2 separate regions of the Rattus norvegicus genome follow, and region 2 is linked to region 1. Evidence: chromatin contacts called from public Hi-C data. All regions are on one chromosome and are shown on one strand. Each heading gives the region's core, a stretch centred on a gene start, on an enhancer-like site or on the middle of the called end of the contact. The rest is flanking DNA. Distances are from core to core; before and after follow the strand shown.

Region 1 (3,858 bases), core at 721-3,220:
GGCCACATGCTCTAATAGTGCTACTCCCTAGGCTGAGTATATACAAACCATCACAAGGAGGAATAACCAAAAGATGTTAAAATCGTAATCAGAAGAAGTGGAGTACTGACAACATGACGTCACCATTTGGTGTACTGAGAATTAGAGCTTCTTAAATGAAGGAACTTCTGAGACTGTACAAAAGCCCATCCTACCCCCTCAGTTCCCAACGTCTCCTCCCCCACACTGGTTGTCTTCACCAAACACTGCAAAGTAGCCACCAGGCAATTTCCCTCAGGAAATGAGAAAAAAGAAAAGGGACAAATGTTATTCTCTGAGGTTTTGATGATACTTTCGTTTGAACCAAAACAACAACAAAAAACCCACTTAACACATACTAGAAGAACTCTCCTGTGGCTTTGTGTTGGAAGGAAATTTTTTATTCTTTGTCATGCTATGTAAGTTTTGACCAGAATACCTGGCTGAAAGCAGGCAAGCTTAGTGTCTGTATATACACTACATGGCAATAAATCCCCAGGACCTCCTCAGACTTGGAAGAGCTGTTTCATCAGGGAGCCTTTTGTGCCTGGAAACAGGAAGGAGTTTAAGAAACCAAAAAACAATGAATGATTTTTCTGGGCCAAATCTCATGTTAAGAAGGAAGGAGATGCTTCATGTCCAAGCATCGATTATAGACAGCAGACACCTGACACCAAGCCTCAGATCAAGAAGGACCCTGGAATGGAGTGAAAATAGGAATGTGAAGCAAGTAAATAAATAGGAATGTGAAGCTGGGGAAACTGAGGCAGCTAGGTCATTGCAAAATATTAGTGAAGTGTAGAGACAAAGCTGGAGGTCTTTTACATTAGGCTGAGTCACGTGATCACAGATCCCCTTAGTCGTCTGGCTCAATTTATTTCCTGTTCAGATGTCAGTCTATAAAGCCCCCTTTCTCAACATGTGGGTTGAGACTACTTTGGGGGAGGGTTGAATATCAGATATCCGGCATATCAGATATGTACATTCATAACAGTATCAAAGTTGCAGTTATAAAGTCACCATGAAAATAATTTTATGGTTGGGGGTGGGTCACCACAACATGAGGGCCAGCATTAGGAAGGCTGTGAATCACTGCTATCACTTAATAAGATGTAAGAGATAGACTCGTACATTGTTTGCATCGTTATCATTTTGGCCAACACTCCAAATTCTGACCTTGTTTTTTTGTTTTTTGGTTTTTGGTTTTTTAATAAATGTGAAGTTTGTGGCCCAAAGTGGAAGGGTCATACATTCACTCAGCTATACCTTAGCTAGTAGTAGAAGGGCAAGGAACAGCTCTAGAAAGGCCCTCTCTGCACTTTCTTTCTTTGTCCCCTCCTTCCAGTGCTTTCTTGTTTGCTTTTCCTTTGTTTCATTCACTCTGACTCTAACTCTGGGTGGAAACTAAACTGACACAATGTCACCCCCAAAGCTTAACCAGAGTTATTTTTAGAGAAGGTCATGGAGCACGTTTGTTTTGTGAAGTTTCAGGCTTATTCTTACCACATGAGTTCAGCGCTGTGCACGGACCTTGAACCTTGAGCCGTGAGTCAACATGATAGAACCAAATAAAAGAAAAACCAGGCTCTGAAGGCTCGTAGGCGGTTCTTGGTTCTTCTCTTCTTTTCTTTTTCTTCTCCCCCCTCCCCCTATTTTTTTAAAAAGAACATTGCGGTGAGTTAAGTGTAAATGAATCAGAAACACAAGGATTTTATTTCCCTCGCCACATGCATGAGTTTAAACACTAATGGGGAAAAAATGCTTAGCACAACGTGTTTTGAATTTTCTATGTCCTTTTCCTCTTGTGATGGAAGCTGAAGAATGTTGAAGACAATGTAATCAAAAGCAAGCATGAGTCTTCCATGTTTACGTAGCATATGCGGCTCTGTTAGATTGGCTGGCACAGAGCTGCCCTTCCGAAAGCCAGACAGTATTTTTAGTCTTTGACCTAATTATATTACTGAAAGAAACTTAGGAGCAGACTTGGATCTGAATACACAGTGCAGGAACTGGGCACCAGGCTGCAAGACATCCTTTTCTATATGAACTTGAGGAAAGTCTGCAACTGGGCAAAGGACCCCCCCCAATATATATATATATATATATATATGTATATATATATAACAGCTTCATTAAAAATTTAAAGACTTAATAAAAATAAAACAGCTTATCTGATTGTGTATGACCCTGTGTGTGACCCTGCAATATCTTGTTTTATAATTTTACAATGATTTACTTGTAGAGCAGGAGTACAACTATTTTTGGAATATTTCTACTAAGAAAAGTACAGCAACTTTTAGGATTCCTGGCATCTACTCTTAATGGACAGTTCAATGGGGAAGCATTTTACAGGGCTGATCTTAGTTAAAATTTTCTGTCTAGTTATAGGAATACTAATAATTAGCTAAATAAGCCTCAGATATTCTCTCTAGGCAGTGCCTGCAAACATATCTTTTACTCAAACTTGCATTCATTTCCTAGTTTACCAAGAAGCTTCTAAGAGAGCATACAAGTTTAAATAAACCCTCCCTGGTTAATCCGTGGTTTGGCTTTTGGACACCCTCAAATCATTTACATCAAACAAATTCAGATGCTAGCATTGCAACAAAGCCACCCTGGCAATTTTACGAAAATGGTGTTGGTTAGAACACAACTACTCTATTCTATGGACCGCCAAGAGAGCGAGTCCTCAAAATATTCCTTCGTCAGTGCTGGTACCCAGGAAGAGAACACAGAAGTCACTGTCACATCTGCTATTAACTATGTGATCCTTTTTACATGTTGCTCCATGTATTTTAAATAGAAGGAAAACTGGGCCACGTTTCAAAATTTGGGTATGGTACATGAAAAGGCTGCGTTCACATTTAATTAAATAACAGTCTATATGCCATACGCATAATCAGACGTTACCTCCATCCCAGGTGGAGGGGAAAAGTAGGAGTGTGGAATAAAGATTCCCTGTCTCCTCCTGACAGTACACACTGACAAGATTTTCTAAGGAACGCCATCCCAGTGACAACCAAACTCCTTTGCCAACTGCTGTGACAGAGCCCTGAAATAATCACTCTGTGGCTCATTACCTCCCAGCACTGTAAAGATGGGCCCCGTGAAGAGAGGTGGCATCCTTACTCCCAGAAGGTACGACTTCAGCTATTTTTAGTCCTGGTGGTTGGACTTCCTAAGCTGCTCTGAGCCCCACCTTTGTAAAACCCTCCAGCTTAGAAAACAGAGAGGAGCTTCTCATTCGCCTCAACATGTAAACTTAGGTTACAGAAATGTCAATGGAATGACTAATGCGACTTTAACTGAAAACAGTGAACACCACAGTGGGCTCTCTGATCCTGAAACACAGAATGCACTTTGTTCAATCCTGAAGTGTGTGCGCCTTGGGCAGGGGTGGGGGAGGGAAGAGGCCCTTTTCCGTATGAAACCAACACGTGTTTTTCTTCCCTCTGCTGCTCTGCAGTATTTTGCTGTATTTTCTGAGTTCACATCTCTAATCAGTTTGGTGGGAGTGCGGATTTAAAGACATTTATTTTGGAAAACACGCTCCGCTAAAATGTTGTAGTAATGTAAGCCGTTTAATTCTAAAATTGGCAGCTGAAGTTAACACTGAGTTCGCTTAAGCAGCTACTGAAATGCTTCAGTGAAAAGCATTTGGGAGCACAAATGCTTGTTGTTGTTCCTATGCACTTTCTAAACAGGCCAGAGCAGCGCAGAGCCCACCTCCAATGTCAGGCAGGTGGGGCTGGAGATAAACTCTCCTGGCTTTGCCTGTCTGTGCTGTTTGCCTTGTATATAGACAGTTCCTCAGTTGGGAAGGATGACATGGTTGTTGGC
Region 2 (3,858 bases), core at 386-2,885, 320 kb after region 1:
CATGATACTGAAGTCGTCGTGAGCTATGGGACTTGCACCAGTCATGTGCTACCCTTCCTGCTGCCTGCTAATCATTAGAAATGACTGTCAGAGCCATGTTGTCGAAAAGAGTAAACGTGTGTTCAACTGAAGTGTAGCCACAGCCTTTTGTAGGTCAAGGTTGATGAGTTAGATAGGGTATATTGACTAGCCCAAGATGTTCTCCATGTGAGGAAGCATAGAATATGCCAGGAAGAAGTTACCTCTGTTCTCCACCAGTACCTCTTCCTACTGGCCACTGGAGAACTGTGAAATAAACAGAGGTGGTCGTCTCCTGAATCAGGCCAATAAGACAGCGATACCGGTGATTAACAGAGGCCATTACCTGTGAGAACTCTTTGGTCAATCCCCTTTGCTGATGGCTTTGCATCGCCTGTTCTTCAGTCTTAATGCCTCTGCAAAAGTAACCATTACCTTTTTGTCAATGCCATCTACATGAGGATAGAAAGGGTCTTAATCAGCTCAAGATTTCCAAACCAATCAGGGGTAGCGTCAGAGCCCAAACCTAGAACCAACTGCGAAGCTTTTGCCCTAGGCCGAAGCTCTCCATTTGCCAGGGCTATGACTGCCAGGCAGGGAATAGAGGTGGTTATAGAGCAGGGAGACTAATTCATCACCCTTTGCCTCGCCAGTTTTCTTTGAGTTTTACAGAAGACTTTTTTTGAGGTAAGCTGGTTATCACCTGCCCAAACACCAGCAGTTTACAATTATTTCTTTATTAAGAAAGTGTTCAGTGTGCAAGTGGTCTCCCTCTGAAAGATGCCAAGGAGAGGCCTTCTCAGGTTTTTGGCAGAGATAGATCTAAACACATGGAAACGAGTTTAAACACTATCATTTATGCATAATTCTTTCTTGGCACCCTTTCATTCTTGACACAGACTTGAAGCCAGAAAACACTTAGTCCTACTTTTCTTACTTGAGAAATAAGCCAGCCTTAAGTGGATCTAATTCCTTCCCAGAAGAGAAACAGCCTTGTCAGGACTTGGTTGTGTATTCTGTGTCGGAAACGCGAAGGATCAAGGATCCCGTTTGCACGCAGCTGCAACAACTCCTCCATGAGCTGGGGCTCAGCCAGAGCTCTGCACCCACGGAGATCTGGAGTCTGGAGTGATGAACAGGCAGATGTTTGTGGCGAGGGTCACAGGCACAATAAATGGCCATCTCTTCACCAGAGTCAGGCAGAGCCTACACACATCATTCATCTAACTGGTTCTATGTTAAACATCACAAAATGAGCACAAAATGACGTGCCGTCCTAATGGAAAGGAAGGGGAGGGGGCGGAGGCCATTTCAGGAAACACAAGAGAGTAAGTAGCTGTAAGACCTTCGAAAAGTCCTGCTCTGGCTGATTTACTGCCAGGAAGCCCTCTTGCTGCAAATAGTTCATAAAGCCTGTGACCTGAGCACTTGCCCACGGGACCACAATAACATTTATCTAGCATAAATTAATGTGTTTCAGCCACTAATTCAATTTGGCTGTCTCATTCTTTTGGCTTTGGCAAAGCTCAGCCTGTGACTCACACGAATGGCTGTGTTTGCTAAGGAGTCACACACCACTAGGAACAAAGAGTGCTATTAGTCGAGTAGCCATAAAAATATACCTCCGGAGCACATTTGAAACTGTGCTAATTGAAACTTCCTCTTTAGAGGAGGCTGATCAGAGCCAGCTGTAGGAGTCAAACAAGAACAGATTTCACCATCGCATTAAAAGCCTAGCGAATTCAGCAAGAGCAGGCTCCGAGAGAAGAGGCATTCCAGGCCGAACAAATGCTCTAATTGGCTCCTGACACTCAGCCGAAGAGTGCTGGTGACCTCAGTCTGGAGAGCTCGGGAAAGAAAACTTCTCCGTGAGTAATATCAGAAAAAATGAACCCTGGAGTGCAGTTCTCAGGGCATGTTCAAGGACCATGTGTGAGAAACCACAAACACAGCACGGACTCAGCGAAGAAGGAAAACTTGGTTCTGGAACAACCTACTCGACTTTGGTAAACTAGCCTTTTGATGACATCCCATTAGTATTAAGAACAAAACCAAAGGATCAAATTCACAGGGAAGAAAACAAGCAAGATCCAAAGAAGAAACCAATCCCTGGAAACCTACCAAGGAAACACAGGCAACATTTAAACATCAAGAGTACTGTTTCCTCCTCCTTGCCCAGTTCACAGTGGGCTCTGCCAAGACACCAGGGCTGGGTTCTACAAATGTTCTACAAATCTGTGGGCTTGCAAAAGAGATGGGGTGGACATAGGTTTTGTTTGTTTTATTTGAGAGAGGTTTACCCATATGTAGAGAAGTAGGCTTTGATGGATAAATGTAAATAATATAAACCACCTAGCAAATATGTGAATTTTATTTAATTTAGGCGAGTGGGTACCTGGAAGTGTTACAAACAAGTTTTGCTTTATGAAACCTTTAGGTAATATATAGATTATGAAAGATTACAGGTCTTTTCCATTTATTTACTTATCAATTTAATGGCATGTCTCATTTTGTAACAGACTCCCCTTGCTTCCTGGAGATACAGGATGGGTGAGGCTATTTTTGTTGAAATAGAAAGAATCATTGTGTTTTATGCTGCAAAGGGCCAAGAGTAACTGAATGCCATGTGAATTACAGTGATTACTCTGGAGGATACAATTACATCTTTCTGAAAAACCAAGAAAGTTAAAAATTTGCTACATTTATGGAATGTGGCAAAAAGCTAAGCTCTTCTTGTGGGTTCTTTTCCCTCTTACTTTTAATAAAAATAAACTAATTCTTCAGGCTTAGAAATATAAAATAAAGCACCGACACAAAAGAAAAGATACATAGAACATCATATAATTCCACCTCTGTTGTATTTTTTTATGCTTGAAAATGGCATCCAGAGTTTAACTGGCTGACACAGTATAGACCATCATGCTTGTGACATACATGAGATTCTGAACTTCTAAGGACATCAAATGTTCCTGTTATCCGACTCCTCCCGCAGGGTCACTCTCTCTGCAGTGTGATTCACATTCCATTGCTCTGTTCCTGGATTCCCTGTATCTTGTTTGTCCAATTGCTGTAGCTGCAGGAATGGCTTCCACTTACTGGCAAAAGGGATTGAGGAGTTTGGAAGTTGCTAGGCTTTTAAAACCTTATTTTCTTTCATCTTTCTTTACTCGTGACTCAGAAAATTGTGCATACTAACAAAGTTATGCAGCTGTTCCAAAGAGTGAGGGCTCAGTGCTGTCTTCTCCATCATCCCATGTCCCATGACTTTTGACTGCAGCTAAAAAGGCATGGTTTACTCAAGCTCACCAGGAATGCATCAGTTGGCTGCTTCCATTGGTGGTACCCATTCAGGAACAAACCCCAAAATATAGTGAATCAGACCTCAGCAGACAAAGACTGATGACTCCAAGAATCATGTCAGGATCTAAGCGTGATTTCTCCAAGTCAAGGAAAAATCCGAGTCACGAGCTATTATAAAGGACAAGCCCTAAGAGCCAACTCTTTATTATAGGATAAAAATTCTAACATTCTTCCTGAAGGACACGAAAAAATACTACACAGGGACTGTCATATCAAGGTATCAAATAAATAGCAGACTCGTAAGTTGACGGGCTGTAAGAAGTAAAATGTCAGAGTAGAATACTGTGTGGTAGGTCTTGCTGATAAAGTCAAGTGCAGCCTCCTGTTTCCTCAGCCAAGCACAGGTAATTGCATTTCTCACACTCCCTGTGGGTGTGTGGTAGACGAAGGAATGGTCAAGATTGCAGAAAGGGGTAAATGGATAAGATCAGATTTTTAAAAAGTAAATGACACAAAATAAAAACAGAAAAATCATATAAA

Evidence for each region. A called contact is a pair of places that touch in the nucleus more often than the background predicts.
Region 2: a contact with region 1 is called in a Hi-C map of the A7r5 cell line, with 2.6 times the contacts expected there. The contact joins two enhancer-like sites. A contact is called at or near these places in 1 of 12 Hi-C or Micro-C datasets (the A7r5 cell line) and 1 of 1 datasets of contacts at active chromatin or transcription factors (oligodendrocytes).

Annotation. Positions count from the first base shown.
Region 1 is chr18:50,914,166-50,918,023 of GRCr8, forward strand. No RefSeq gene overlaps it. Among named protein-coding and RNA genes, the nearest start is that of Zfp608, 310 kb to the left of the region's middle. Within about 2 kb of position 1,971, at least 45 of the 93 cell types and tissues checked have an H3K27ac peak or open chromatin away from gene starts, as enhancers often do. A contact at or near this core is called in the A7r5 cell line, where this site is marked.
Region 2 is chr18:51,232,021-51,235,878 of GRCr8, forward strand. No RefSeq gene overlaps it. Among named protein-coding and RNA genes, the nearest start is that of Zfp608, 630 kb to the left of the region's middle. Within about 2 kb of position 1,636, at least 68 of the 93 cell types and tissues checked have an H3K27ac peak or open chromatin away from gene starts, as enhancers often do. A contact at or near this core is called in the A7r5 cell line, where this site is marked.